Regions from separate parts of the Gasterosteus aculeatus genome. Here regions 1 and 3 are each linked to region 2. The links are chromatin contacts, called in public Hi-C maps. All regions are on one chromosome and are shown on one strand. Each heading gives the region's core, a stretch centred on a gene start, on an enhancer-like site or on the middle of the called end of the contact. The rest is flanking DNA. Distances are from core to core; before and after follow the strand shown.

Region 1 (2,847 bases), core at 207-2,706, 210 kb before region 2:
ACGACAACCTGATAAGGCTCGCATGCAGGACAGTGCCGTCATGTGATTAGCATTTCAGGAAGGGACAGTTGCCGTCTGCGTTGTTCAGGATGCACAGTGGACCTGCCAGGGCGGGTGAGCGCTCTCTAACGCTGCACGTGTTTGACAAGGGCCAGATGAATCCAGGAGCTATCGGTGGCGCCCCGTAAATCAAGGAGGCAGCTGACGGCTGGGATAAACGTCTGTTTATCGCCCGGGGGCCACCCAAGCATGCTCTCGCCTCCAAACAACCGACCCACCACTCTTCCACCAAAAGGGAGACGAACAAGGGCTCCTCTTCATTCAACTTTACAAGCGCTTCAAGACATGCAAACATACGAGTTGACTCTGCAGCCCCACTCAGATTTTGTGCGTGTTTGGTTGAGCGTGATTTGTTCTCGTATTAAATATAGCAGGTTGTCACATGGACATACTGTTAAAGGTAAAATCACCATGCTTAAGAATATAGGGCTACATTTTTAATACACAATACAAAATGAGTCCTTCGTAAATGTTCTATGATACGTTTTTGAATTATGAATTTTCTAAATTATTAGTTCTGGTCTTATGTTTGTTGAAAGTGCTCAACATGCTTGAAAAAGACACAATATCGGATTGAATTTGACTGGCTTTAGCTGTGTCTCTATTTAGTTCTACCAGAAAGTATAACATAGTAGTAAAACAGAGACTTCTTACTAATTCATGTTCGTCTCAAATGCAAAGTGAATGTCACTGTGAACATTTTAGTCAGAGCATGTGCCAAGTAGATAAGAAAGGATGAGGTTTTAACAATGATTCCATTTTTCATCGCAAAAGTTTTTTTTTTCAGAACTGAACTTTTCACAGAAATTTCACTGAAGATTTTTCACAGAAACAAATGTTTGTTTTCATACATTATTTGAATTAATTATTACTCTTTTTCATATTTATTTGAACTTGATGAGTCTCTTTCCTATTTACCAATTAACCAATTAACATCCTCCAGTAAAAAAATGGATTTCGTTTTAAATTTTTCCTGAAATCTGATAAAACAATAATATAATTCTAAACCAATAGTCACAAATTAAATAACACAATTTTCTAGAATTTAATCACCAACTAATTCACCAGTATTAATACACTTCTCACGCTTTTATTCTCCATTGTTTGACAGTAATGGCTGAAGTTAGACCGTCTTTTCAAAACCGATCAGTTAAAACCACCGGCTGCAACTCCTCCTCCTCCACCACCACAAATGCATTCCTCCTTCCCGACAACTTGCCCCCCGACCAGGACCCCCTGTTCAACCCGGGCAAGCTCAACATCCCCCTTGTTAATAACCGTAAAGGAAGTCTTCCCCCCACGGGGCCGGCGTCTGGGTCTCACCCCTCACAACTGCGCCTCAGTATCTCAGGTCCAGGAGACGTGGTCACCAGATCCAAGGCAGAGGGTCGGCTGAACCGGGCCCGCAGCCTGCCGGTGAAATACCGCTACCACCCCAGTAATGCCACGCTGCTCAGTCACAGTAGGCACTGTAGGTTGCCCCCCCCCACCCCATTCCCTCAGCGGGATGCATCAGTCAGTAACCCTTGCCTGTGCCGCTGCTTTTTTTCCTGGCTTTGTTTGCTGCATGGCGGTTCACTCGGCTGGAGCTACTGCTTTGCACAAATTGGGGGGTATTGCAAAGTGAGGAGTGCTAGAAAAACAGTTGAGTTTAGAATTGTCATAAAAGAGCTACTTATGTGTATCCGTAATATAAATGTAGTTTTAGTGGCGAGCTCTGAGGAAATCAAACTCGAATAGAAAATGTTTCTTAAATGTAAAAGCGTAGCTCGAAAACGTTTCATTTTTATGAACTTTTACTGTTAACAAATTAAGTTCAAACCAGGATTATGGCGAGGAATGCATATATTTGATTTGGTATTTTAAAAGCGCATTAAAGAGAAAATTGTGTAGTCGTTGTGAAATTAGCTATTCTAAAAGCCCAATTGCGTAAGGGAAATGTCAGACAGTGACATTTTATTAGAAGGCAAGGTCATATTTCTTATCTTTTATTAGCAGAATTAAGTGACAGCATCGGACGGGAGCTCAGACAATAATGAATTTCCGCATGCTTAGAATAGTCCCGGCTTTTCAGCGGGCACATTGATTTGCACTAATATCATGCTGTGTTATTGATTTCTCACCAAAGGAGTAACACGGGTTTGAAGTGACGGGGCACTTGGCATTTGCGTCGGGGAGAGTGCAGAGTGGATAAGAGTATCTGGGTGCCTGTCTGAAGGCTCTTGAAACTCACAGACAGAAAGTGAAGATCAGACCACTGTTAGCTTGCCTGAAATCTTCAGACGGCCGGGCCTGGCCTCAATCTGGCTGCTCTTTCTCGTCCTCTCTGTCTGACTGGGACTCAAGCGAAGTTTTTAAAATTGTTACCCCCCCCCCCTACACCCGCATTCCTCAACCCATCCAAGTATAGTTGACAGGAAGCTGAACTTGAATCTGATCAAAAGAAATCTGAAGAAAAAGTGTGGCTATGAATCAGTGTCCTGCGACGGCTCAAAACCAAAGCATCACAAATAAAAAATGGACTATTAATCTTACATAAATAATACATTTTTAATTGAAACTTTTATGACTAGTCCTGACCTCCTTCTGGAGGATGATGTTTATTTATTAGCTCCTTTTTGATCCACACAGTGCGATCATTTATGCCGCGTTGGCGCCCTGTCCTCAGTGATGTGTGTTGACAGCTAAGTGTTCTTTTGGCATGGAGTTAGACCGCAAATGCAATTTTGTGCGCTTTAGTTGGAACTGGAATGATGGGGTGAGGTTCCGATTGTTTTGTTTAAAAAA
Region 2 (2,749 bases), core at 79-2,578:
CTTTACACGTTGTTCCCCCTCTTCTAAACTCACATTAAAATAAATGCGGTTCATTTATATGACGCAGTATCTCAACATTGACTTATTTAATCATTTATTCCTTGTTTTTATTGATCAGTCCATAGTTTGCAACGTAGTGCTCACCCATGCAGACTATAGGCAGGCCTGTAAACTGAAACCAAGCTTTTTTCAACTTTTACCTAAAATATTTTTTGCCAGTTTAATTTCTACATTTTTTGCCAAAGATTGTTATTTTTATCTTATGGAAAAACATAATTTGCTGTATTTGATTTATTTACCACAACTTTCATTCTACATTGTATTCATGGCAGATTATGAACTCAAATAAATTTTAACCATCACGGCTGTTTTTGTTTTGTTTGGTCTGTTTTCCACCAGGAAATATAATTTAGCCCCTTCGACTGTCCACTCCAGGTTTTCATGCTCTCCAAGTTGACCTGTCAAGCAGATTATCACAGAAAGAGATTAATGGCAAAGGCGGGTTGCAGTAATAATCGTTTTGTTTGATGTGACAACTTTGATAGGCGTTGATTTACTTACAAACTGATAGGCTTTTAATTGAGCGCCTCCATCCCGATTGAGATGAAAGGAAACCCGCATTGAAAAGCTGCCCGATTGCCCCGGAGCCTCAGTACTGATTAGGCATCTCAGCGGTGAATAGTTCAAGGCATTTTAAACTTCTTTTCTCAGCGGCCTGACAGACCATTTCTCCCCTTTTCTTTCTCCCCTGTCCGCTTCTCTTTGAGAAAAATAAATCATTTTCATTGTATGTAAATAAAATCGAGCTGACATCAATATAAAATGTCTGGATTTTCTTCTTCTTCTTCTTCTTTTTTGTTCCCTGTCTTTGTTGTTCTTGTTGCAGATGACAGTGTGCCCGAGGCAGATGACAGGTTCTAAAAACACAATAGCAGATGTGTTTAGCCAAAATGGACAGGGTTCTGTTCCGTGATGTTTTACACATTATCAATTTTCAAATCAATGTTTTCTTCTCGCAGATTGTTTGTGCAAACCTGTCTGAAAGGGCTAAAGTTGATATAGCATAAATAATGGATATTAATTTATTCATTCCAACTATATTTTATTTAATAACGTGATCTGTTCTTTTTTGACGGGTTTCTTTTTTTTTCATTTGTTTCGGACGCTTTTCGGTTTAACTGTGTTTCCCCGTTTTCTGTTAACGCCGATTACAGCAAAAAAAAAGGCATTTTAACACCTTAAAGCCCTGCCAGCTGCACACAGTGAGCTGCACTGAGAGTTAACATGTCACCATGTGTGCCACCTCCGGGGTTGTTTGATGATGAACTAAAAAGTTATAGACTTTTGTGGGGGGGCAGAGAAGAATGGAAACCTAGTTTAATCCTCTGCTTTTGGACTTTGGGGGGGGGGAGGTCGGCGATTGGCGATGCGTCTAAAAATGAAATGTTAACTCGAGGATCGATTTATTTCCCCTGGAAACTTGGTGTCTTCTTGCCGAATTGTCTCTACCCATTTGTTCTTCCCCCCCGCAGTCACAGTGGCATGTAATCAGCCACAATAGCTGACATAAATCAAGCGGTGGATTGACAGCGTCTGACAAATAACTGATTGATTGCGGTGGAGCAGAATTGACACTTGACGGAGGGGTGGAGATAGAAATAGAAGGGCGGTGTATATTATACTGAAAACATGTGACAGTCACATCCCTCCATCACTACATTGGTCTATTCCTGTCAACGCTTGTCTGTTTAGGGAATTCAAGCTGAAGCGGTTGGTTTTATGTTTGCAGGTCCAGGATGAAGTCCCCGGTCCGGACGCGGTGGCGCAAACGTAGCGCGTCTCTCGGGCTACAGACCGTCAGAGAATCACAAATAACATACTTGTTAACGTATTATTATTATTATTATAACGTAGTATTCTGGTGATGATGATGTGTATTTCACCTGTAAGCCTAAACCCGAGTTAGCTTTAACAATGACTGCCAATGAAGCAGTAACAAGTCGGTTCTCTAAGCGTAGATTTTGTATTTATGAAAACGAATGTGTTATTGATGATACAGACACGAACTAGACGCAGCAAAAACACCTCTGTAAACGTGGCCTTCGTTGTCCAGATGGGTTGACCATCTATTCTGTTACTTACTCACTTTTCTGTGTCCCGGTCGCCCCGCGTCTAAACAAAGAAAGAATCCGCGCGAGCGTTCACGCGAACCACAGTATATAAAACCTCATCTCCTCCCCCGAGCTGTCGAAACACAGGCGCTTACAAAGAGGAGAACGTCACATCCCCTTGACCCTCCAATCACCTCGGGGTCCCATTTGATTGGAAGGCGGCAACGGCTTTAATCTCGGACTAATTCAGCTGCTTTTGAAAAGTGAACATTTTCTACTAGTTCGCACTTGAGGGAGTAGGGAGCGAGGACCTGCGAGAGACAGACGCACTCAAGGCGCGACGCTCATGGTGCAGGACACAGCCACGGATCCGCGATAAACTCGCACGGTCTCCATCCAGCTGCCGCGCCTTCGCCCCTTTTACCCGGATTACTCGTTATCGAACAGTTTCACCATTCTTTCCTTTTCTGTTCACCTGACCAACCCAGAGAAAGAGAGAGAGAGAGAGAAAGAGAGGGAGAGAGGGGGAGTCTGAATGTGCGTTTTGGTTTTCTTAATGAATCCAAGAAAAACATCGCCGTTTCATTTCCTGACAATTGGGACATGATCACGTCCCCCTCGGCGTCTATCCTGAAGAA
Region 3 (2,700 bases), core at 132-2,631, 150 kb before region 2:
TCACATTACACCAAAGAGAAGAATGGCAAAATGAGCTTATTCTGAGACCTTACACGAGGCAGGCAGGCTGTGCTTTTGAAAGAAACAGCTGGAGATAGAAATATTGTTTTGACGGCCGACCTGCTGCCTCCGGAGAGGCTGAAACCCCTTTAGAAATATCGCAGGTCACTCCCTGCTGTACACTGTTCTCATATGGAGTGCGTAAGGCAAGAATTAAACAAGAACATACGCTCAGTAAAAAACCCGCACACCATTTCTGAAAAAAATGCATGTGTTTTTTTAAGGCAGCACCAACAAAAATTATATTGAAATACCACTACAAATAAACCTCTTTTTTTCCCCTGAAGTTGCAAAATGCACAGCTGTCTACGATAAATATGAGCTAACGGAACCGATCAGCCGTTAAGACTTTTGTAGCCCCCTCTATTCGATGCACCTCCGTGCTCCTCTGCCCGCCTCATTTCCTGGCCTGCTTGAAAGATCACAAGCCCGGGCCTCTTCTGTCCTGCTTGGCCCCCCAAACGCCCCTTCTAATCCTCCTGTTTGCTCATAATTAATCTTTCTAGTTGCCACGTTATTAACAGCACCACCCACCGACTATGTTAGAGGGGGGGGGGGCAAGGAGTTCTGCTGGGGTTAGCTGGATGCCGAACAAAGCCTACGGTTGCTTTTGGTCCTATGGGGCTTCAGTCGCTTGTTTTGGATATGACCACCCAGCCGGTGCCCGTGCTGTCCATGACACCCCCATTTCACCTCGCCGGTATTTCGCCTGCTGATCGAACAGCCAGTCCATTCAACATCTGTGGCTGTCACTTCCTGTCCTATCCAGACCAACAGTGATAACAATTATCAGCCAGTTTCCTCATGTCCCGATCCTCCCTTTTCTCCTCTCAGACGTCCTCCCTCCGCCTCCACATCTGCAGTCTTTCATTTTTGTCAACAGCCTGTCCAGAGGAAGAGAAGCACCAATGGTTGTGATGACAAAGCACGTGCAACAGTGGAGGAGGATTTTTTTTTCTTGTACTCGCTTTAAAGGGAATCGATGAATTGATGTCGGAGAAAGTATCAATACATTATACAGTTAACATCCAAAGGGACTTCATAGATGGACTATAAAACTAGTCTTTGCAAACCAATGTGATGTTGTTCACATTTTTTTTTATAATAAATGAAAAGTATTACACTGTTTTTACTGTGTAAAAATACAAAATTAACATAATTATGATTCACATGTAGTTCTGAGCTCTAAACCAGAGCTGCATCTACGCTCTTAGTCTCCTTATCCCCCCTTTCCTGTTACCCTGTCGTTCTCTATCTTTCTCCCCCTCTGGTTTCCTTAAGTTCTACCTACACTGAACAGAGGGAGGTGCTGCTGTGTCGTGTATTTAAGATGCTCCCGGAGCCCTTTTTTTCCCTCTCTCCTTGTCTCTCGCTGCCTCTCTGCTGTCCAGATTAGTCTGCTCATCAAGCTGAGCATTGTTTTAATTTGCCGGGCCCGGGGCATATGCTGAGTGTTCACATCATTATTGTCTCTGTGCAATGTGAGTTATCGCCACAGCTTATCATAATGCGCCACAAATTTGCAGGCCGGGGAGCACCATGGATTCTGAGATAATAAAGGCTGGACGGGGGGGAGCGGAAATAAGGAGAGAGAAATGTAGGAAGTGTGTGTACGTGTGTGTTAAAGAGAAAAGGGCGGCGGCGGCGGGGACAGGAATCTCTGTTGGATGTCATTATGAAAGATGATTCCCGTGCTGGATAATACATCACACCGATGCTGTCTGTCGTCTCCCTTTCTGTGTTGTTATGCGAATAAATGGCGATAAACCCAGAGGCAATAGTGATTATTACTTCCAACAAATCACCACGAGAGAGGAAGAGGGAGACGGGGGAGGGAGGGAGGGGAATATCCAAGAAAAGCAAAACACAAAGAGGGGCCACACAGAGCTCCTAACCACCTCCTCGGCGGGGTTCCTGATGACACGAGACACCAAAAAGTGAGTCGGGGAAGGTTGACGCACAATGAGGTGTTTTTCAGATGCAACTGCGACTGAGTTTACAAAGTTTGTGCCGGCTGTGCTGTTCGATTCCAAATCTTGATCTGCCGTGATGTTACAGAACACCACGATGGTACACAACCGGCTGAAACACATTCTCCCTAGAATTACTTATGGCATCCTTGGCTGCCGCAGTGTAGCGTGTAACGCGCCGCTTTCCCTTCCCCCCCCCAGCTCCGAGGTCGCGCCGCGACCAGCTCATCCCGACACAGGTGGTTCCCGACTCGCCTCACCTCACCTCCCTCTTTAGGACCGACCAGCAATACAATCTAATTACAGCCGCGCTACAGAGGGAGACCAGTGTAAACACCAGCCCTTTTTTTTTTTTTTTAGTTTTTTTTTTTTTTATCTCCTTATACATCTGGACAAGTAGACAAAGTGCTAAAAGGAAATAAATGTGGCCTGACAGCCACATCAAAGAGTTCAGCCAGAGGCTTAATGCTACTTAGGGCACAGGAATGTTGTTGCTAAGCATCAGCCCGCAACCTATCAGGGTGCAAAGAGGGCCCTGTCCTGCCTGGAGAGGGAGAAGGGGAGAAGAAGAGAGAGAAACCAAGAGGAGTGAGAGAGAGAGGGGGGGAGGGAGGGAGGGGAGGGAAGAGGGGCTGACATTGAGGGGAGGCTAGGGACTCAAGGAGATTTT

Evidence for each region. Hi-C and Micro-C count contacts between places; a contact is called where the count stands out from the background.
Region 1: a Hi-C map of skeletal muscle shows a contact between it and region 2, with 4 times the contacts expected there. The contact joins the enhancer-like site here to the promoter of znf503 in region 2. A contact is called at or near these places in 3 of 6 Hi-C or Micro-C datasets (skeletal muscle and whole body).
Region 3: a Hi-C map of whole body shows a contact between it and region 2, with 3 times the contacts expected there. The contact joins the enhancer-like site here to the promoter of znf503 in region 2. A contact is called at or near these places in 2 of 6 Hi-C or Micro-C datasets (skeletal muscle and whole body).

The regions. Positions count from the first base shown.
Region 1 is chr6:12,932,450-12,935,296 of fGasAcu3.hap1.1, forward strand. The region is part of intron 18 of kcnma1a (potassium large conductance calcium-activated channel, subfamily M, alpha member 1a); the gene reads left to right. Among protein-coding and RNA genes, the nearest start is that of kcnma1a, 84 kb to the left of the region's middle. Within about 2 kb of position 1,457, at least 1 of the 9 cell types and tissues checked has open chromatin away from gene starts, as enhancers often do.
Region 2 is chr6:13,144,118-13,146,866 of fGasAcu3.hap1.1, forward strand. znf503 (zinc finger protein 503) reads left to right here and starts at 1,329. Exons shown (of 2, transcript XM_040179201.2): 1 at 1,329-2,749. The coding sequence starts at 2,715. LOC120820934 (a long non-coding RNA gene) reads right to left here and starts at 2,238. Exons shown (of 3, transcript XR_013467922.1): 1 at 2,147-2,238; 2 at 562-917; 3 at 80-458.
Region 3 is chr6:12,991,145-12,993,844 of fGasAcu3.hap1.1, forward strand. All of the region lies in intron 5 of lrmda (leucine rich melanocyte differentiation associated), which reads right to left. Among protein-coding and RNA genes, the nearest start is that of kcnma1a, 140 kb to the left of the region's middle. Within about 2 kb of position 1,382, at least 6 of the 9 cell types and tissues checked have open chromatin away from gene starts, as enhancers often do.